Regions from separate parts of the Sus scrofa genome. Here region 2 is linked to region 1. Evidence: chromatin contacts called from public HiChIP or PLAC-seq data. All regions are on one chromosome and are shown on one strand. Each heading gives the region's core, a stretch centred on a gene start, on an enhancer-like site or on the middle of the called end of the contact. The rest is flanking DNA. Distances are from core to core; before and after follow the strand shown.

Region 1 (5,373 bases), core at 1,840-4,339:
GCTAATGATCCCAGCCTGCAAGAGGTCAACCTCAACAACATTAAGGTATTTCATTATGATTGTTGCTAATCACTTTATTTATCATGAAGTCAGAAAACTTACTGGAGATGACTGACTGCCTGCCTGACTTTACACTTGTTTGAAATTTTTTGTAGTCACTGATTTTGAGGCAAAACATTCTGTTCTAAAGAAGGGAGTTTTTTAAAAGGATGATTTCTAAATTTCTAGAAAAGAATCACAGTACTTGCTTTAAACATACTGTATTAGTTATCTATTGCTGAGTAACATTACTCTAAAACTTAGAGGCTTAAAACAACAAACATTTATTATTTCACACATTTCTGAGTGTCAGGAATCTGGGAGTGACTTGGCTAGGTAATTGTGGCTCTGGGTCTCAAATGAGGCTATCGTAAACCTGTCAGCTCGAGCTGCAATCATCTGAAGGCTTTACAAGGGCACACAAATCCATTTCCAAGATGGTGCATTTGTGTGGCTGTTGGCAGGAGACCTGTTTCTCACCACATGGACATCTCATTAGGGGTACCTGAGCATCCTCACCTCATTACAACTGGCTTCCAAGTGGTCCAAGAGAAAGAGCGTAAGCTGGAAACCACAATGCCTTTCATGAGCTTTTCTCTGAAGTCACATATTGTCAGTTCTGCTTTCACAATAAGTCAGGTCACTGTCAAAGGGAAGGAACGTGTGTGTGTGTGTGTGTGTGTGCGCGCGCGCGTGCACCTATAAGAAAAAACATTGCCTGACATCTTGTTCATTCATTCTTATTGGGCCAATATCTAGCACTTAATAATATTAACCAACTTTTATGGAGTACTTGGTATGTGCCATATCCTTTGCTAAATACTTGAAATTCATTACCTCATTTAATCCTTAGTGCCACTTAAAGAGGGTAAGTTGCCCACAGTCACAGAGCTGGTCTGTAGTGCATCCAGAGCTCATGCTGGCCTATAGTTGTGCTCTATATTGTCTCCCTCTTCAGTGTTCGGTACTATGCTAAGTGCTGTAGAAGAGGAAGTAAGATTCATTCAGTCTTTATTCTGAAGAACTTAAATTAGGAGAAAAGCACTAAGCAATAATTACAACAGGATATGGTAAGCCCCCAAAAATGTTGTGGAAATTCAGGCAAGGAAAATTTTGATTCTGCCTGGGAGAGCCCATAAATAAAAGAAGCAATATTTCTGCTGAGTCTTGAAAGATGAGTAGAAATTAGAGCAAAGATAAAGGAATTCCTAGGCAAAAGGAAAAGCATATAAAGGTATGGACAGAGGAAAACCTATGGTGTAGTAAAAGGACAGCAATTAGGTCAGTTTGGCTAGAATATAGAGAAGGAAAGAGAAAAAGGGAAGTATGGTGTATGCATCATTGGGGGGATCAAGTAAATGGAAAAATGATGCCAGAATGTCACATTGTATTAGGTTCCCTTATTGGACACTAGATGGGGGTATTGACTCAGGATAGGTCAGTTGCTAGAGCATAGATGATGAATCTATTCTCATCTCTTTGGGGGGATGGTGTGCAATTAGCCATCTAAATATATGAGGTGTTTAAAAAATCTGTGGAACCTTAGCTTGGGGGGCAGGTGTACAGGTGATTCATCACCTATCTGTGTCTTCCTCATCCTAGAACATTCCAATTCCAACCCTGAAGGAATTTGCAAAGGCTCTAGAGACCAATACTCACGTGAAGAAGTTCAGCCTGGCGGCAACCCGAAGCAATGACCCTGTGGCAATTGTGAGTAAAATTCTTAAGAGTAACATGAAAGGATAACTTGATCCCCTTGCTGTACAGTGGGAAAATAAAAAAAAAAAAGAGTAACATGAAAATATTTAATTCATTAGAAGCTATTTTTAACTTGTCTTATCAATTAACAATTTTTATTTTTTGTTTTTGTCTTTTTAGGGCCACACCCAAGGCATATGGAAGTTCCCAGCCTAGGGGTCAAATCTGAGCTGCAACTGCTGGACTATGCCACAGCCACAGCAACGCCGGATCCTTAACCCACTGATTAAGGACAGGGATTGAACCCACATCCTCATGGATGCTAGTTGGGTTTGTTACCCCTGAGCCATGATGGAAACTCCAATTAACAATTTTTAGCTCTGATAAATTTATTTTCTTTATCGTTAATAAATAAGTTATAATGAGACAGTAAAACAAGAACCCAACTGCCAGACACTTTGAGCCCACTGGAATTTTGTTAGCACTACACTTTTAGGAGAAACAAGATTAGGCCTTTAGCTAAATAAATATTTAGATTTTATTCTGTGCTTAGTACAAATTTGCTGAAACATTTTCACCTACAACATTCTGTCATTGTAAATGGATATTATAAGACCCATCAAAGCCTACAGGAACTCGACCCATAAAAAGATGTTAACATATTTCATTTTAACCTTTGAAATGGATTGATATATCTCAAAAATATTTTAAACCACCAAATCTTGTAATATTTTTTTGTTTGATACTATTAACCAGTGCTAAAAGAAAGAAAAAGAAAAACAATGGGAGTTCCCATCATGGCTTAGTGGTTAATGAACCTGACTGGCATCCATGAGGACACAGTTTTGATCCCTGGCTTCACTCAGTGGGTCAAGGCTCTGGTGTTGCCGTGAGCTGTGGTGTAGGTCACAGGTGCGGCTCGGATCCCCCATTGCTGTGGCTGAGGCATAGGCAGGAGGCCACAGCTCCAGTTAGACCCCTAGCCTGGGAACCTCCATATGCCTCGGGTGCAGCCCTAAAAAGACAAAACAAAAACAAAAACAGCAACCACCAAAAGCCCTATTCCCTCTACTTGCTTTAGATAATTCAAGTAAATAAGGAAGCCCCTGGTCTCCTGTAAATACTGGTACCATTGCCATTGTCAGTGTTAATCCTCTTAGTAACAGCTTGCATTTCTTGAGTACTGACCTCTGTGCTTTACACGCATCATCCCATGTAATCCCCACTAAAATACAATGATGTATGTACTATTATTAGTTCCAACTTTAACAAATGAGCAATCTGAGGCTCAGAGAGGTTAAGAAACTTTTCCAAAGTAACACAACAAGCACGTGGTAGAGCTAGGGTTTACCACCAAGTCTTTCTGGTTCCTCAACCAGGATGCCTAACCACCAAGCTATGCTGTACTTACAGTGCCTCACTGCCATGCATTTGCAGAAACATGCCAGTTAGCAGCAGCCTGAGCAGAAGCCTGTGGTTCTACAGCATCTGAAGCTCAGCACTTGAGTTAGACTGGGAAAATAAAAGTTTTCTTGTCTTGAAGATGTGATTTAAAGTAATATGTCTTTTGGCGGATCTAAAATAGCATTAAAAATGGGTAACATGGGGGCTCCCACTGTGGCACAGCAGCATCAGTGGCATCTCTGTAGCACCAAGAATGCAGGTTTGATCCCAGTCCTGCCCAGTGGGTTAGAGGACCCAGCATTGCCACAGCTGCAGTGTAGGTCCACAACTGTGGCTCAGATCTGATCCCTGGCCTGAGCACTCCATCTGCTGTGGGGCAGCTGAAAAAAGAAAAAAAAAACAGACACATGAAAGTAATGATGACCCATCATGGTGCTGGCACAGAATAGATGTTTGAAAAATCCTTGTCAAGTGAAATGAATGAATGAAGATACCCTTCGCCTCTTAGCAATAGACAATATTTTCTGATGATAGCAAACTTTAAATAAGCACTTAGGTAGAAAGGGACTAAGCTACAAAATTGATGTTTTCACCAGCAATCATTTCATATCTAAATTTGCAGGTTGAAAGCAATTTTTGAAACTTACTATTAAAATATAAAAAGGGCAGAACTAGAAGGTGAAATTAGCAATTTAAGGGTTCATATCTTTGTATGATTTTGTTTATAATCTCTACCCTTTAGTAGGTTTGCTTTCAATAAAGCAAAAATATTCACAATATATTTTGTATGTAAGTAACCAAAGGGGTAAATAAAGAAATGATTTGTCATTTCTATTTAACATACTGTTTATAGTAAAATGGCAGGGATGTGAATAGTTTATAATTCATTGTCAGCACTACTAGTAAATGATCTAACTTCTACTCTAGGTCAAATAGATAACTTGCTGGGTTTTTTTTTTTGTCTTTTTTTTCTGTCTTTTCTAGGGCTGCACCCAAGGCTAAGGGTGCAATCGGAGATTCCAGGCTAAGGGTGCAATCGGAGCTGTAGCTGCTGGCCTACACCAGAGCCATAGCAACGCCGGATCCTCAACCCACTGAGCAAGGCCAGGGATCAACCTGCAACCTCATGGTTCCTAGTTGGATTTGTTAACCGCTGAGCTGCGACAGGAACTCCCTCAAATAGATAACTTGTTAAATGGACTAAATAAATTCCAAATATAATAAGCTCTTTGATACTATTTTTAATCCAACAACTATGTATTGAAAAAAAACACCATGTGAGAAGCACACTCTACAACTGCAAGGAATAATGGCTATCCTTTAGGGTATTGAAAAGAAAAGCCTCTTTCAGCCTTATGCCTGGTTGGATTCACATGGTCCAGCCTTCACCATGATGATTCTTCATTTAACTATGCCATATTTAAGAAAGAAGCTTTCTAAAGCTTGAGAATTGGTTGATTACCCCACAGGCAGTAGAGAGATTTAGACTGCGATTATGGCTGAACAACTTGCTGTTGAGAATTACAAATCAGCATTAAAGAAAAAGCTTCATGGGAGTTCCCGTTGTGGCGCACTGGAAACGAATCCAACTAGGAACCACGAGGTTGCAGGTTCGATCCCTGGTCTCACTCAGTGGGTTAAGGATCAGGCATTGCTGTGGCTGTGGTATAGGCCAGCAGCTATAGCTCTGATTACACCCCTAGACTGGGAACCTCCATATGCCGCAGGTGTGGCCCTAAAAAAACAAAAAGACCACAAAAAAAAAAAGAGCTTTAAGAGACTTTTCTATTTAAGGCGCTGAAACAGATTCAACAAAGCACTTGTGGGATTATTGTGAATATAGACAAGCTATGTGTGATGCCGTTACCCCCATTTTACAGACGTGGCAACTAAGACTCAGTTTGAGTAACTTAACTAAGATTACACAGCATGTGGCCAAGCCAGCAAGTGAATTTAAGTGACTTTTAATCAAATTCATTCTAGTATGCCCCAAGCACTTCCATATAACCTCATCTTTAGTAGGGGGTGTATTAATGAAACTTGCCTCAGTAATGAATGCTGATGTAGAGAAAAGGCCCATATATGTAAAAAATGCTGTTATTATTAACAGTGATGCCACAAGGAAATCAAAAGTTCAGAACATCTCTGTCCAATGGAAATAAAAGGAGAGCCACAAATGTAAGCCACATGTGGAACCTTAAATTTTCTAGTAACCACATTAAAAAAAAAAAA
Region 2 (5,373 bases), core at 1,851-4,350, 200 kb before region 1:
GAGGAAAAGGGGAAACATGGTTATGAACACCAAAGTCTTCTATATTAAAAAAAAAAGAAAAACTTTGCCCCCAGGGAATCCATTTATTGTGATTATTACCAGTACATAAATAACTTTTTTCATATTTTTAGGGCCACACCCGCAGCATATGGAGGTTTTCAGGCTAGGGGTAGAACTGGAGCTGTAGCTACCAGCTTACACCACAGTCACACCAATGTCAGATCCAAGTCACATCTGCGACCTACACCACAGCTCAAGGCAATGCCAGATCCATAACCCACTGAGCAAGGCCAGGCATCAAACCTGTGTCCTCATGGATACTAGTCAGATTCACTGCACTGAGCCACAACAGGGACTCCCACAAACATAATTTTTTTTAAATGCCTATCTGGAGTTCCCTTGTGGTGCAGTGGGTTAATAAAGATCCAGCATTGTCACTACAATGGTTTGGGTCACTGCTGTGGCACCGGTTTGATCCCTGGTCCTGGAATCTCCATATGCCACAGGCGAGGCCAAAAAAGAAAGAAAAAAAAAAAAAAAAATGCATCTCTAGGCAGCTGAAAAGCTACCATGCTCGGCACAAGGAGATGAGCAATAAAAAATTAATGAGAGAAATCTAATACTCCCGGTGCTTTCTAAAGAGTAAGCACTCAGAGTTCCCGTCGTGGCTCAGTGGTTAACGCATCCAACTAGGAACCATGAGGTCGCGGGTTCGGTCCCTGCCCTTGCTCAGTGGGTTAAGGATCCGGCGTTGCGGTGTAGGTTGCAGACGCGGCTCAGATCCCGCGCTACTGTGGCTCTGGCGTAGGCTGGTGGCTACAGCTCCGATTAGAACCCTAGCCTCGGAACCTCCATATGCCACGGGAGCAGCCCAAGAAAGAGCAAAAAGACAAAAAAAATAAATAAAATACAATAAAATAAAGAGTAAGCACTACTAAAGTTCCCTTCGTGGCTCAGCAGTTAACGAGCCAGACAAGGATCCATGAGGATGCAGGTTCAATCCCTGTCCTCACTCAGTGGGTTAAGGATCTGGCATTGCCCTCAGTTGTGGTGTAGGTCACAGACAAGGCTCAGATCTGGTGTTGCTATGGCTGTGGCGTAGGACGGCAGCTGTAGTTCCAATCTGACCCCTAACCTGGTAGCCTGGGAATTTCCATATGCTGTGAGTACGGTCCTAAAAAGAGTAAGCACTACTTAGGGGAAAAAAACTGGGCAGGGTGTGGAGGATCAGAAAAGCAGTAAATAAGTATCAGAAAACATCAGGAGTTCCCACTGTGGCTCAGCAGTTATAAAACTGACCAATAGCCATGAGGATGTCAGTTCAATCTCCGGCTTCACTCAGTGGGTTAAGGATCAAGTGTTGCCACAAACTGTGGTGTAGGTCACAGATTCAGCTAGGATCCAGCATTACTATGGCTATGGTAGGCCAGCAGCTGCAGCTCCAATTCAACCCCTAGCCTGGGAACTTCCATATGCCCTAAGGTATGGCCAGAAAAAGGGGGAAAAAAAAAAAAACACCAGGGAGTGCAGTGTTTTAATACTATATCAGTTTTATCATTGGATTGTCATATAGTGGCACATTTATACAAGTATTAAAGCCTGATACAAAGAGCAGAGTAGGACAATAAAAATGGTATAATAATCATAATGAATATTCTAATTTAACATATCCTTGATAATATTTGTTATTACTCAGTAAAGAACAATCTCTAGAATACTAAGACTTTAAATTATTGTAATTATTACAGGAAAAATAATTTTTATATTCCCACAGAGACATTTATCAACTGCCATACGACATTGGCCTCAATCAATTGCTAAAATATACAGCAGATATGCTACATTTACTTTATACAGAACCAAAATTTCATGGATATAATGCTTGAATTTTGGAGGAAGAAACATATGATGGAATTTGAATTATTTTAAAATAAATCCTCTGTTTAAAGTCTGAATGAACTTCAACATTCTTCAAACAAAAAATAAACTTTTATTAAATTAATAGAAACTTTACAAAGAATGAAAATATAATATTAGATGCTAGCAATTTGCTACATTTTTTGATAAAAATTTGATGTTATAATTTGGTAAAGAGATAGAATACACTAGGTATAGAAGATAAAAGTTCCTTGTTATTAGCATAATAGCTGCTAGAATTATCAACTGACAGAGTAACAGTACACATGGGGTTGTGAAGCCTACAGATCTTTTAAGACAGTTTATATATGTAGAACAATTATCACTTAGTTTAATGGTCCTTTATAATTTGTATACAATCTATCACTTTACCTACTCCGATTAATAGCCATCTAAGCAAGGTCTATTAATTAGAAAGCGTAGGTAAGCTTTGTATAAAACGATTAAGAATATTCTGAGATTGTTAAATACATTAAAAGATGACATTTAATTAAGTAAATAAATCCCTTACTCTTCCATGTTGGTTAGAACACTCCACACAGCTGACTTGGATGTTTCCATGCTTAGCACCAGGAATGATCTGCACACATTCAAAGTCATTTGCCAAAATAACAATATCACAGCCTGATCCATATGCCTAAAAAGAAAAGTTTTACATTATATAAGATATGTAACTTGAGAATTATCATCAGTTTCTTACTTTTTGTTGCCATTGTAAAGGATACTATGACACATTAAACAAAAGTAGTTAATGTAAGAATATTAAAAATATAAATTTCCAATTCAGAAAATTACAAGTCAAATGAAAATCATGGGGGTGATGACACCCCATAAATCATTCTGTTTAGAATTTCTTTCTGAAGCTCATCTCAGTAATAAACCCTAAATAATAAGAACTCCATCTGAAATCAACAGGGTATTGAAGGCTGCAATTGTAGTTCCAGGGTTCAAACCAGGCTTGAAGAAGATCAAGATAGAAATCAAATGTATTTTCCAACATAATCCCACATGGCTTAAAGAGCTAGTTAGATAGACATTAAACCCCCGAGGCAGAACTACATGCACTAAGGCAAATGCTAAACATACTCACCTGCCTAAGTGAATCCATGATGACACCTGCCTACCCCGTCCCCTCAACGTTACCAGGCAGGAGAGAGTGAGGAAACCAACCCAACTCTGTCTCTCCTCTTTCTCCTCTTCTTTTTTTCTCTCCCCCTCCCTCTCTCTCTCACTCACTCTCACACAAACACACACAGACACATACATTAAATAAAAATAAACTAATTTATATAAAAAGTGGCAAATATTTAGTCTGGAAAATAAAACACAAAATTAAGTTCCTGGAAAATTCCCTTGTTCAACATAACTATAATAAGTAAAACCACATATTTCTTCCTTTTGTTACACTTCTTGGTATATGCTATTCCTGTTTTGCAACTTTGTGAATTTTATGATGACATAAGGGACAGAGGGTGGGGACATTTTTCTCTTTCGTCCAAATTCAACTTATGATGAAATATTCAAAACAACCTAATAATGTAATGCTCAAATGAAAAAGCCCCATAAAAAGCAACATGAATATAATATCTATAGGTGGCATTTTTTCCCCACTATTTCTACAGCCTTAAGCAATATGGTCATGCCCTACAAAATACAGAAGTCCAATAGCCGCCTGACATGTGATAATATCTAAGTCAATGAGGTCCATCTAATGGCTAATGAAAGAGGGAACTGAAGATAAAGACCAGAGAAGAAAACAAACACTACTTCTAACTGGTCATCAAAATTTCCAAGGCACTGCCAAAATCCTGCTCTAACTATTATAAACTATCTTCAAAAAGCTCCCCAAATGAAAGACAAAGACAGAATATTCAGCAAAGGAAATACAGAAAAAAATCACTCCCAGGAGGAAATAACCACTTATATTCTTACAGACAATGCAGATTTGCTATACTATGCATTTGAGAAAGTTAAACTGAATAGAAATACTGAGTACAAGTAGGATAAATGTGTCACCATGCTAATCTTTACAATTGTATTATTTAAAAACAAAAATACTGTCATTACCATTATATATAGAAAGATTCAAATTTATTTGCCCAAGATGCTATACAGCTAGTAAGGGGAAGACGTTCAGACTCAAGTCCTTAGAATTCTAGTGCTCCTTCTTCTACATTACATGTCAAAGAGAAAAAATATTCCAGCTGAATATCAGAACACTTGTTTCTCTAAAGATGGGCTACCCGGAGCAATTGATGATATAGGCATATAGGCTCTTACTTCTCAGTCACTGGAAAGGATTTTCACTCCTCCCGAAATAGCCATCATTGTCTGACCTTTTCCAGAGGTACCACACTCCTCAGCATTAGGAAATCTTGCCATTTTTCTGAACAGCAATAGTTCTCAAACATGGCTGCATCAAAATCACTTAGGGAACTTGTTAAAAATACAGATTGCTTGGTTCCACCCCAGAATCACTGAATCAGAATCTTCATGGATAAAAGAATTTGGCAATATCTATTAAAATTTTAAATATAATATACCCTTTGATTAAACAAGTCCCTATTTTACTATAAGCATACTTACAAAGGGGGAGGGATAGTCGCTGCCTCATTACTTAAAGCAGCAAAAGCTGAAAATAAACATACCATCTATAAGTAGGGAAATAGTTTAAAAAATGACTAAATAACCATACAGTGGAATAAAAGTTTAGAGACCACTGATCTAGAATGGTCTCAAGGAGTTCTCCTCGTGCCTCAGCGGAAATGAATCTGACTAGCACCCATGAGGACACAGGTTCAATCCCTGGCCTCGGTCAGTGGGTTAAGAATCCAGAGTTGCCTTGAGCTGTGGCATAGCTCGCAGATGCAGCTCGGATCCCGTGTTGCTATGGCTGTGGCATAGGCCGGCAGCAACAAATCCAATTCGACTCCTAGCCTCAGAACCGCCATATGCCGCTGGTGCGGACCTAAAAAGACAAAAAAAAAAAAAAAAAAACTATTTGGGCTCATTTTCCACCCTAATCGTATCATGGATTTAGAAGACCTACCAGAAGGGAATCTACCAAAGCCTTCCTTAATAATTTACCATATACTGAATACCTTCTATGATCAGGCAGTCTGCTAGGGTCTTTACGAACATATCTCCTAGGCTCCCTTTTAAAGATGGACAGAAACTGAGGTCCAGAAAGAAGTTAATTTGTCCAAGTTCACAGAGTGAGGATCTGTTTGCTTCATAATCAAGTTCCTACTCTTCCTACTGCATCACCCCAACTCCACTCCATTAAGATGTCTTATTAGTGCTAGAAGGCTCATGTTCAACTCTGTAATCTCGAGTAATTTCCCACAGCACCTAGCTCAGAGTAAGTGCTCAGTAAAGACAAGCAGCTGAGAAGGTTTACACAAAATCTGTAACTACTCAAGATATTTCCATTCTCAATTTTAGGTCAAATGCAAT

What was found. HiChIP or PLAC-seq counts read pairs in DNA pulled down with a chosen protein or histone mark.
Region 2: a contact with region 1 is called in an H3K27ac HiChIP or PLAC-seq map of alveolar macrophages. The contact joins two enhancer-like sites. A contact is called at or near these places in 1 of 47 Hi-C or Micro-C datasets (epiblast stem cells) and 1 of 2 datasets of contacts at active chromatin or transcription factors (alveolar macrophages).

The regions. Positions count from the first base shown.
Region 1 is chr1:119,973,152-119,978,524 of Sscrofa11.1, reverse strand. It overlaps TMOD2 (tropomodulin-2), which reads left to right. Exons shown (of 10, transcript XM_001925676.5): 6 at 1-45; 7 at 1,642-1,749. Among named protein-coding and RNA genes, the nearest start is that of TMOD3, 27 kb to the right of the region's middle. Within about 2 kb of position 3,089, at least 1 of the 83 cell types and tissues checked has an H3K27ac peak or open chromatin away from gene starts, as enhancers often do. A contact at or near this core is called in alveolar macrophages, where this site is marked.
Region 2 is chr1:120,173,203-120,178,575 of Sscrofa11.1, reverse strand. It overlaps DMXL2 (dmX-like protein 2), which reads right to left. Exons shown (of 42, transcript XM_021095456.1): 2 at 2,429-2,554. Among named protein-coding and RNA genes, the nearest start is that of DMXL2, 38 kb to the right of the region's middle. Within about 2 kb of position 3,100, at least 1 of the 83 cell types and tissues checked has an H3K27ac peak or open chromatin away from gene starts, as enhancers often do. A contact at or near this core is called in alveolar macrophages, where this site is marked.